Regions from separate parts of the Canis lupus genome. Here region 2 is linked to region 1. A link is a contact called in public Hi-C data. All regions are on one chromosome and are shown on one strand. The core of a region is the stretch at or near the end of the contact, and the rest is flanking DNA. Distances in the headings are between cores, read along the strand shown. Region 1 overlaps LOC106559715 (a long non-coding RNA gene). Region 2 has its middle 81 kb from the start of MIR148A.

The links. Hi-C and Micro-C count contacts between places; a contact is called where the count stands out from the background.
Region 2: a contact with region 1 is called in a Hi-C map of skin fibroblasts, with 6 times the contacts expected there. The contact joins two enhancer-like sites. A contact is called at or near these places in 2 of 9 Hi-C or Micro-C datasets (amygdala and skin fibroblasts).

What each region holds. Positions count from the first base shown.
Region 1 is chr14:38,903,342-38,908,601 of UU_Cfam_GSD_1.0, forward strand. The region is part of intron 1 of LOC106559715 (a long non-coding RNA gene); the gene reads left to right. Among named protein-coding and RNA genes, the nearest start is that of NPVF, 160 kb to the left of the region's middle. Within about 2 kb of position 2,485, at least 2 of the 20 cell types and tissues checked have an H3K27ac peak or open chromatin away from gene starts, as enhancers often do.
Region 2 is chr14:39,309,857-39,314,725 of UU_Cfam_GSD_1.0, forward strand. No RefSeq gene overlaps it. Among named protein-coding and RNA genes, the nearest start is that of MIR148A, 81 kb to the right of the region's middle. Within about 2 kb of position 3,530, at least 9 of the 20 cell types and tissues checked have an H3K27ac peak or open chromatin away from gene starts, as enhancers often do.

The DNA of each region.
Region 1 (5,260 bases), core at 1,235-3,734:
TAATCATGAAAAGAAGCAAGCCAGCGACTTTTGGGGGGGTGCTGTGATGGTTAGCATCTTGTGCTTGCTGGTCAGGAATTTGCAGCTCTGCAAAAGCAAGTTAAAACGGGGCTGGGGGGGTGGGGAGGAAAAACCACCAGTACTAACACTTCCCTGGTGTGGGATGAATGGGTGGTGGGCAAGGGAGGGGGTGATAGAGTCACAGAAAGGGTGAAACCTAAGTCTCCAAGAAAAGTGGGCCTTCAATAAACAGAGCAAGATGGAATGAAGAGGAAACCCGACACAGGTGGGGGCAGATGGCCTGCTGGGAGGCTGGAAGGAAAGCTAGCAGCTTGAGGTGGCAGGTTAGGTGGAGGTCCGTGGTGCTGGATGGGGAGACTGAGGCCAGACTGCAGCAGGTGGAGAACCTGGCCAGGGGTTTACCTTACTAAGATCCCTATTTTCTCATGATTTTAAGGAAAAGTGGGGAAGCTTTCTTTGTGGGACAGGAGCTGGATCTGACGTTGTCTTGCAGTCTTTGCCAACACTATGCATGTGAATTCAGATGTTTTAAAAGAAGTTAAGTAGCTGTTTTTAATAATGCCTCCCGTTATTCATTGATAGTATGTGCCAGGCACTGTGCTCAGCACTTTATAGGCATTATCTCCTTTTATTCTCCAATTTTTCTGCGAAGCAGATACCCATATTACCCTCATTTTACAGATGAGGAATTTTAACGTCCTGGAATGCACACATGTGCACTAACCATATATATGCCTAAGTTGCAAGTCTACAATGTTGGAGTTCAGCTTTTCTTCATGCCATACCCCTCTGTATTTACGAGGGGTCATTCATTCTTCAGAGGTCTAGGAAAGCATCCTCTCCAATGTGGAGTGAATCTCTCTTTTCTAGGTAGAGACAATAGTACAGGAAAAGGGTTAAATGTTACACTGAGTATTTAGGACAGTATTAGGACACTTAGGTAGACCTAACAGGTTTTTTTTTTTTTTTTCTTTTTCTTTTTCCCTAAGAATGACGTTTGTGTGTAGAGCTCACATCTTTCTGAGGGAAAGGAACTTATAGCTGCCATTCTGAAAGTTTCCAGTTAGTGGCACTACTTCATCAGTGATTCCACACCCTTTCCCAGGGTTTGATGGGCTTGGGTGAAATGCAAGTTCAGAAAAGCATAATATGCACATATTTTCTGATCTATGATTTTATCAGGATCCATGATTTTTCACGACTAGATTTTATGAAGTCATACAGATCAGAATAAATCAAGAACTTAAAAAAATTAAACTGTTTTCAACAACATTCAGCTAATGTTTCAGAACTGCTCTGAAGCAATTGTTACAAATTTAAACCCCACCACAGTTTGGGGTGAATTCTCTCTTATTGGAAATGGAGTGTCATATACAACAAGATTATAATGTTGGAGCATAAGCGACAATACCAAACAAATATTTTATAGAGTAAACGGGGAAAGTTACCCCCCTCAGACCAAGTATAAAATGAACTCTAATCTTTTAAAATCAGATGAAAACTTTACTGATAAAATGAAAGCTTTCTCTTCAGATACATAGCCACAAACTTCAAGAGATTTTTCTTTTTGATTGTAGCCTTATCTTTCCCCCTGAAAGGCCTTTGAAGGGGTATCTTAGTATTCGTCATATTAGTGAAAGGACCTGATTTGGGTCCTCATACATGTTTCCAGGCCAAATGGTTAAATATTTGATGTTTTTGTACCACTGTTTCCTGAGGATCTTGCCTCTCCTTTGTTTTATTAGCAATACCCGGCATACCCATGGCCCCAGAGAAGGGGCATTGCACTGTTTATTCTCTTGGAAGCAGCACTAAAGCATTATTTCCCTCCCCAAACAATGTTTCTAAACATTCTCTCTGATTACACAAAATTTTTCGTCTGTCCAGCTAACCCATATATTTTAAGAGACATTTTCAAACAAGTATGTTCAGGAACTCAAGTGTTCAGGGACAAAATACAGCCCTCTGTGCAGCGTCTAGAAGTTAAGTTGCCTCCTAATAAATATACAGCATGTGTAACTGCGGGCTTGGGAGGTCTGTTCATATTCGTGGGAGTTAACAGCATAAATTCCAAGGGAATTCAGAGAACAGACACTTAGAATAACACAGTAAAGTCGCACTAACTGCAGTATACTCAACACAGCCTGTTTAATGTGGTGTGATTTTTATTAGGTAATGTGTTGCACATTAAGCCAGAAAACAAAAACAACTAAATAAGCAAAACTTGGGATAATCTCTTTGTAAATGTTTAATGGAAACAAAGCTGAGAAAACCACTCATCTGAATTGGATAACAAAGAGATTTTGTGTGGGGGTTTTCCCAGCCGTGCTCTGCAGTCTGATAACTGATAATCAGCAATCAGGTTTCCAGAATTCCTTGTCTACTGCTTTTAACTGACGCTCTTCACAGTCATGATGAGCACAACTCATGCCAGTGGGACACTTGCTCTCTGCCAGAGCCCCCCAGTGTCGCCCTGGGAGCAGTTTGTATTTCTTGGTGAAGGTTATCGTTATTTACCCATGTCATGGGTCAGCAGAAGAAAACCCAATGCCTTAACAGGGTATAGGGCCGTCGGCCTCTGTGACTTGCCAGTCTGGGGTTCTACAGTGGATCTTACTCTAATCAGAAGTTCGGCAGCTGCCAGGCTTTCCATGGAAATGAGGGGTGGCCTTGGTGGGCTACTTGTACTCATTGTCTCGATCAGTAAAAAAATTAAACACAGGGATATGCTTGCCTCATTTGCTTCACCGACTGAGCTGAAAAATCCAAAGTGAGTCTATGAGGAATATATACAAAAATTCTTCTCTTTTTTGTTCTCTCCATATCCCACTCCCCTTCATTAAAAGTGACTGGGTATCCTGAAAAATGCCTTTCATTTCATGGTAAGTAGATAAAACTTTTCCACTGTTAATATTCTGCATCAAAAACCATTATCCCAGTGTCTTTTCTGGAATAAACCCTTGTAAACCTACCTCCCACGGAGAACATAAGATATTGAGATTAAAAAATATAGATAGATGGTTAACTCTACTGCATTTATTAACGAGCTCTCTATTAGATAATGAAGGAGCCTTTAAGAAGTGAGGCTCATACCCACAAAGAAAGGATAATCTTTGTAGGTACTTTAGTATGGTGTATCATTTTGTGTTCTATAATTTTTTTCGTTTAGGGAAATACTTTCTAGTAGTCAGAAATGCACTATTTACTTTTCTAATGTCCAGTTAATGCACATTATCCATAAGTGGGAAAAAAGTAACTATTAATGACACCGCTGTGAGTGGTCAAGGTGGTAGACGTTTTTACTCTTAACTGCACTGAATGGCATTCACTATCAGTGAGGTCATTATTTTGCCCTTTCAAAAGTAATCATAATAACCTGGTATAATTGCTTAAGATGCAATTATACCACACACAAAAATGCTAACGATATATTAACATCTGCAGAGGTATCTCCATGGTCCCAAAGCAGAAAATTCATGAAATCTTAAAATCTCTCAACGTGTTGCCCGCCCTTAAAGAAAGTTTATATCAGATCTCTTAACTGCTGCTGTATTTTTCCCTTACAGCTTTCACTTAAATAACTAGGGGTGGTCATCAGACAATAAATTCTCTCTGATATCCCTTCCAATTTCCTTCAAGATGGAGTGCAGCTTGCCCCTGAGAAATTTAAAACGCTTTTGTTTGTTGTGGCTTAAATTGCCTCCTGCTTTTTTTTTTTTCTGGGTAGTTGCAGCTGATAATAGTAAGAAAAAATGAGACTGCTCTAGAGAATATACCATTTAAAAATATATTTTCACCACCCTTATTCCCTTTCGAAATAATGTTTCTGTTAGTGATTAAATAAGGAGTTTAAGAGTGGGTGTCACAGTGTCTATAAATAAACTTGAGAACATGCATTATAAAGAGCCATATTTTTACGATCTCATCTCCACTAAACAAAACAATATTTTCTGGCACCTGTACACTCAGTGTTTCATGTAGTTCTTATTATGGAATTTCCTTTCTCCTTTTGAGATCGAAGATAATTACTGAATGTGATAGAAACTTTATAGCTATTAAAAATAGAACAGAAAAATGTTACCAGACGGCAAGTTGTTTAAAATAAATATGAAACAGGACTTGAGTCCTATCTCCTCAAACTCTGCCTTGCTTTGCTGGATTCCAAAAAGATGTAGGTTTCTTTCCTCTTGATTCTTAAAAAAAAAAAAAAAAAAAAATTTTTTTTTTGAGAGCTTAGGAAAATGTGAGTAAATCATTGCTTACATTTGAGTTTAGTAGGAAATCTGGCTGTATGTAGTTGTTTTGTTTAAAATGGCTAAATATTAGAATTTTCAGATGGCTTAACCTGTCCTCATCCTTTTCCGACCGACTTGAGCTGTGCTATTAGTGAGATTTGGATTGGTTTAAGTAGAAGGAAGGACATCTAGAAAATAGTGGTGAAGACAATAGTCATGGGCCCCCTCTGACCTTTCTCATTTATTGCGAATTATCAATTTCTATATTACTGGATGAAAAAGATGAGATTGGAAATGAAATCAGGTGTGTGGAGCATCTGTGGGTATTTTGTTCCACTTAAGTTTGCTATGGTCTTCAAAAAATCCTGGTCCCTTATATATTTAGTACTGGGACTGTGATAACGGTAACATGAGTGGACAAATATATCCAATTACACAAAATTGTTTACATGAATTATGTGCAGTTTTCTATATACAAACCCTATCTCAATAAAGCTAAAAAAAAAAATCCTGTTATCTTTTCCCTAAAGTTACCAAAAATGCGCAGATCTTAAAAGAATAAAAAAAGAGTGATAGCATATGGTAAATCTGCAGAAATTTTTGCAGTTTAAATCTGAATCAGATCACCTTTGATCATCTCCAAATTCATCCTTTTGTAGTTCAGAGGTAAGGCCTTTCTTTAAGGTTTCATAATAACATGGCTTTTGTTTTGTTTTGTTTTGTTTTATCAGTGTAAATATAACATCTCTGCCAATGCTTTTGTGTGATCGTTAATAGTCAATTTCAGAATTGCTATAGCAAAAGAGGGTCCAGCTCTGGTCAAGTTTTAAAATGTGCAATGTGTTCCTTTTCACCAGAGTCAATGAGCCTCAGTCTATTAAGTTTCAGATTTGGAAAATACGGGCCAAGCTGTCCTTCACCAAACACAGAAATACTTTTCTGCTTTTCTTAGCTAGCAGTCCTTGAGCATTTACTTCGTGCCAAAAGTTTGCTGAGCAATTTAA
Region 2 (4,869 bases), core at 2,280-4,779, 410 kb after region 1:
TCAACCCTGTAAATAGCCTTCCTTGCTACTTTTCTTGGGTACTTGCTTCTCCCTTCCCTTCTGCCCTGTGCAAATACCATTAGCTCTTAGTCTGGCCTCGAGGTAGGGGCGGCACGAATCCCTCTCTTCCTGACAAATTTAAGCAGAAAAACAGATATATTCATGAAAAGAAAGGCAGATGAGAAGTGGAAGTCAATCCTTTCCAGGCTCCCATTCCCCACAGCCGCCGCCCGGGTTGGCGAAACAAAGGCACTGCTTCCAATTACAGGGATTTGCGAATGGCAGGAACGTCTTCTCTATCTGTAATCGGGGTCCCCAAATAGGCCCCTAAAAGAGCTTCCCAGCTCTAACAGCAGCTCCACCGAACCTCGGACCCATGCGTCCAGCCAAGCTCTGCTCCCGGGAAGACCTCTCGCTGGGAGGTTTAGCTGCACCCTACAAGGCATTTTAATGCTTAAGAGGCCCTGAAAAAAACACCCTCAGAAACCCAACAGCTTCCCATCCTTATCTTTTTAACTTGCTCGGAGTTGTGCTTAAGGTGAACACTTTGCTTTAAGGAAATGTGTTTGCAAACACTTTCACTGGATGAGTGTTTTATTCGCAAACTTTTCCCGGGCAAAATCTCAAGAGTTAAGTGTTTCGCACTAAAAGCAACAACCAACAAAGTTTATTTTCGCATAATATGTAGCTCCTTAACAGTGCGAGTACGTTCTCACTTCATTTAGCTGTAAAATATAAAAGTGTTGGTTTTCCATTTTTCTAAATTACTGACGGGGCACGGGGAGGGTGGCGGGGGAGGTCGGGGAGGTACAGGGTCTAGGAGGAGATCCTTAATGCCATCTGGCGGTGCCATGCGGAATTTCGCTGAAGAAGCCAAATTTACTGACCATATGTGCCTAGAGTGGGCTTCTCCAGGGAAAGGCTTTGTAAATCTCCTCCTTTTGAAATCAAGGGGGGGAAACAGCCTCCTTCTCGAAGATTAAATTTAAAAACAGATTCCCTGTCTTGGTGGGAATGGAGAGGGAAATTCGGTGCGTTGGAAGCCCACAGTTACACAGATTTCTGGCTTAAACTATCATACGTGTGCACGGCATAGCTCTTATATTTAGGGGGGAAAAGGATGCATTTATATTTCGGTGACATAGAAGTTTGGGAACGGCCAAGACGAGCTGTAGAGTTGAACATTTTGCTGCATTTATTCAGAGCCGGCAACTGTGCAATACCCACCACTGAACACGTGAGGGCGTGCTCAAGCATCGCTGGCCCCTGGTAATTCGACACCTTCCTTTATTTGCATGAACTGCTTTGATTGGACGTTAGGCTTTTAAAACATCAATTCTACGTCAAATCGTTGTCAACCAATCAGCAACCGACTCCAGCGTGATTGGTTTCTCTGGTAGGTGTCAATCATCTGAAATTTGCATACTAGTCCTTGGGTCGCTAGGAGCCTGTCAGTCGGCTGTGGCAGCTGGACAGGAAAGAATCCGACGGAGAAGAATGAAAAATCACTTTGTTCTAACGATACGAAAGAAAAGTATTCTTTTGCTCCTTACTTTAAAATAAATTTAAGTGCGTATTTACCTAATAAAATAAAGACATCCAATTAAACAAAAACAATTATCCAAGCCTTGTTTACCAATTTTATTTGATGCTTGCTGCTTTGAAATATTGATAAGTAGTAGTCAAAGGCAAAATAAAAAGCAAAGAGAATATTAATACTAATAATTATGTATCGTAAATGATTATTTCAAAATTTCAGGAGAGCATGAGGCCTCGGAATAAAAGTACTGTGATAGTGTTTTTAAGAACACTGCTTTCAATACTTAGGCAAGCTGAAAGCACTGCTTCAAAAGAAAAAAAAAATGCACCAACGGGAAAATTTTAAAAGAACATTATTTTGCTTTTAACAGTCATATATCTCTCACACTCTGCTTTTTATCTATTTTACCGTGCACTCAACAGACAGGACGGTAGTTGAATGGAGCATCTGTAATACTTGTATTTGTACTTTCCTTCCCCCACACACACACACACACTCCAGAATGAAAACAAAGGGGAAAAAAAAAATCTCAGGGCCTACTAAGAGCTCACTGCCCATTTTCAATCTCAGAATTCGTAAAACCGAAGCTTTAATTTGCTAGCGACAAAACTCACCCTGGGCGACTGTCATTTTAAAAAAAAAAAAATGTTCACCGCTATAAAACCTTTACTATCTCCCTAAAATATATGCAAACACGAAGCATCGAACTAACAGGTTGTGATAGGAAAACACCCTCCAGCCTTTCCGCCCAGCTCCAACACACCGAAGAAACTTGTCCGAGAGGAGAATTTGGATGCAACAGGGCAACGGAGCCACGTTTCTCCTAACCCGCGGAGCCAGCCCTCGGCTCTCAAGAATTTTGTACGAGGCGTTAACAACCACAGTGCAATAGGCTGCAGTCGTTTCTATGACACGAGCCAGGTTGGGAAATTAATTTTAAACTTCACATTCAATCACTAGCGAATTTTGCCCCCCCTCCCCGGTCGGTATTTTATTTATTTTTGACACTCGTGTCTTACGGGTTGCTACGTATTTCCAGTTTTGTTTTTCTTTCCTCTTTCATTTTTTTTTTTTTTTTACTTCTTTCTCCCTTTCTTTTTGACTTTTTGCTTTTTTCCCGTTTTTTGTTTTTTTTTTTTTTTTCCTTTCTTTCTTTCTTTCAGTTAGGGATTACCACCGAATTTCCGGCGTCTCTGGCAAGTTGGTCCTGATTTGCATGACTACGAGGGACTCAGATGTGCTCGCGCCCGCGTGTACCCGAGCCTGCAGGGGACCGGGCTGGGTGGGAGCTGAGCAAAGGTGGGCAAGAGGTGTGTGGGCTGTGATTTAGTGCGCGCTTCGCAGGAAATGCACACACCGACACAGCGGCAAAATCACATCTCTTCCCGGGTATTTTTAAGTATCTTCTTCAAACACAGTGGAGCATGCCTTCTACTTCTCCTTGCTCCCTTTCCAATTAGCCTACTGCTGGAGACCCTCCCTAAATCGCTTCCAGGCCGTCTCCCAAGCCCGGGGAGTCTAGGTCTGTAACTGTCAGCCCTTCTGACTCAGCGGAAAATGCCCGCGAAGAGGACTGCACCCACAGAGCGGGCAGAGGCAGCCTCAATTCGAGCACTCTTCGCCACCACTATCACCACCAGCACCCCCGCGCCCCCAGCACCCCGCCGCCACCCACTCTCACGCACGCGCAGGCGCGCACAGCTGTCAATCACACGCTCACGCCACAGGGAGCATGCGCACTGCTAGACTCCTGCCCCCGCCGACGCCACGCCCCCTCCGCGCGTCACCTAGCCTGACAGACCAATAAGAGGGCGGACTGGGGGGGCCGGGCTACAGGGAAGCAGCCAATGAGGACGCGGTTGGGAGTCAAGGTTTGAGAGGAGTAAATCCTCCCGTGCTCCACGTTCAGTCGCGCCCGCGATGATTTATGCGTCCCTTTTATTATTTGTAACACTTTGGGAAGTTATTAAAAGGAAGATCTACTGCTTCCTCTTTTTTCGGGTGGAACTGGATGGCAATTTTGTCACTGGCCCCTATTAGGGAAGAGCGAGGCGCGGTGGAAGGCGGTTGGATGCTGGGTTTGTTTGTGTGAGTCCTGTTTTTTATTACAAGACAGATTATCCTTTTCATTACAAGCTGTAGACAGGGCCAACTTAGAAGGTCCTCGTGGCCGAATGATCTTCGATCTCAGGGAGCTGAAACCTGATGCCTTTCGACTTTCTTGTCTGTACTCTTGGCGTTGGGAAGAGCCCCTTAGGAAGGTGTTGCAACCTTTGGTTGCAAGAAAAAGAAATAAGCAACCCCCCCCCACCCCACCCCCCCCCCACCACCACCTCTGCCTTAACACCGAGTAAACCTCGGCCTTTTTCCGCTTGGATGCTCATTAAGAGTTAGTTGACTTTGTAGCGGATGCAATAAAACTTGGATGGTTTCAGGCCCCAAACAATCCTGGTTTCTGTTTTTCTCTCGCCCCAACCACACCCCCAAGGAAATTGCCTTTTCAGCAGGCGCCTGCGGGAAAAAACCGCAGGAGACAGATTCCCCCTGGAGACCTGCAGTTTGGGGGCTAGGGGGAGGCGAGTGCGGGCGGCGGGGCGGGGGGAGGCGGGTGGCGGGAGAGGAGTCTAAAGGTATGGAAATAAAGGGGGGCCAAGGTAAGAGCGCCAGGCGGCAAGGGAGATCTTTCCCGTCCGAGTTTGAATACTCTGGTCAACTAGGAGAGGAATCCACAAACCTGCTGTACCTGGAGGACGCGCTGAGAAGTTAATGGTCACCCACAGAGCCACTGATCACCCCAACCCTGGCTGGGCTTCTGCTCTGCGAAGGAAGATCCATCCCTGAGAGTGGAACAAACGAGAAGGAGCCAAAAGAAAAAGGAAAAAAAAGGGGGGGGGGGGACTTAAATTTACTACTCCCCACCTCCAAATATAAATAACAGATTCTAGCGTAAAACACGATTCCAAGAAGTCAGAGGGGACAGACACTATGTTGCCTCCGTTCACTAGGTCACAGTCAGGAACTTCAGTCTCTGGTCTGGAAGGGTTTTTTTTTTTTTTTTTTTTCATTTTCCTTTTCTCTTTCTTTTTTTTTTTTTAATTATGAAAATCCATATAGGGAAAGTTGCTGGGGGATAGGAGTGGGGTGATGAGAGACCTAGGGAGGAGTTGGAGGAGGCGGGCAGAAAGAATCAAGAACCGTTTGATCGCAGGGCTGAGTTGAAGGAAAACAAAACCGTGAACTTCAAAGCTCGAGCCTAATCCCCTTCAGGTTAATTTCTGCTTCCTAAAAAGTTGATCAGGGTCATAAATCACCTGCCCCGCCCCTGCCGC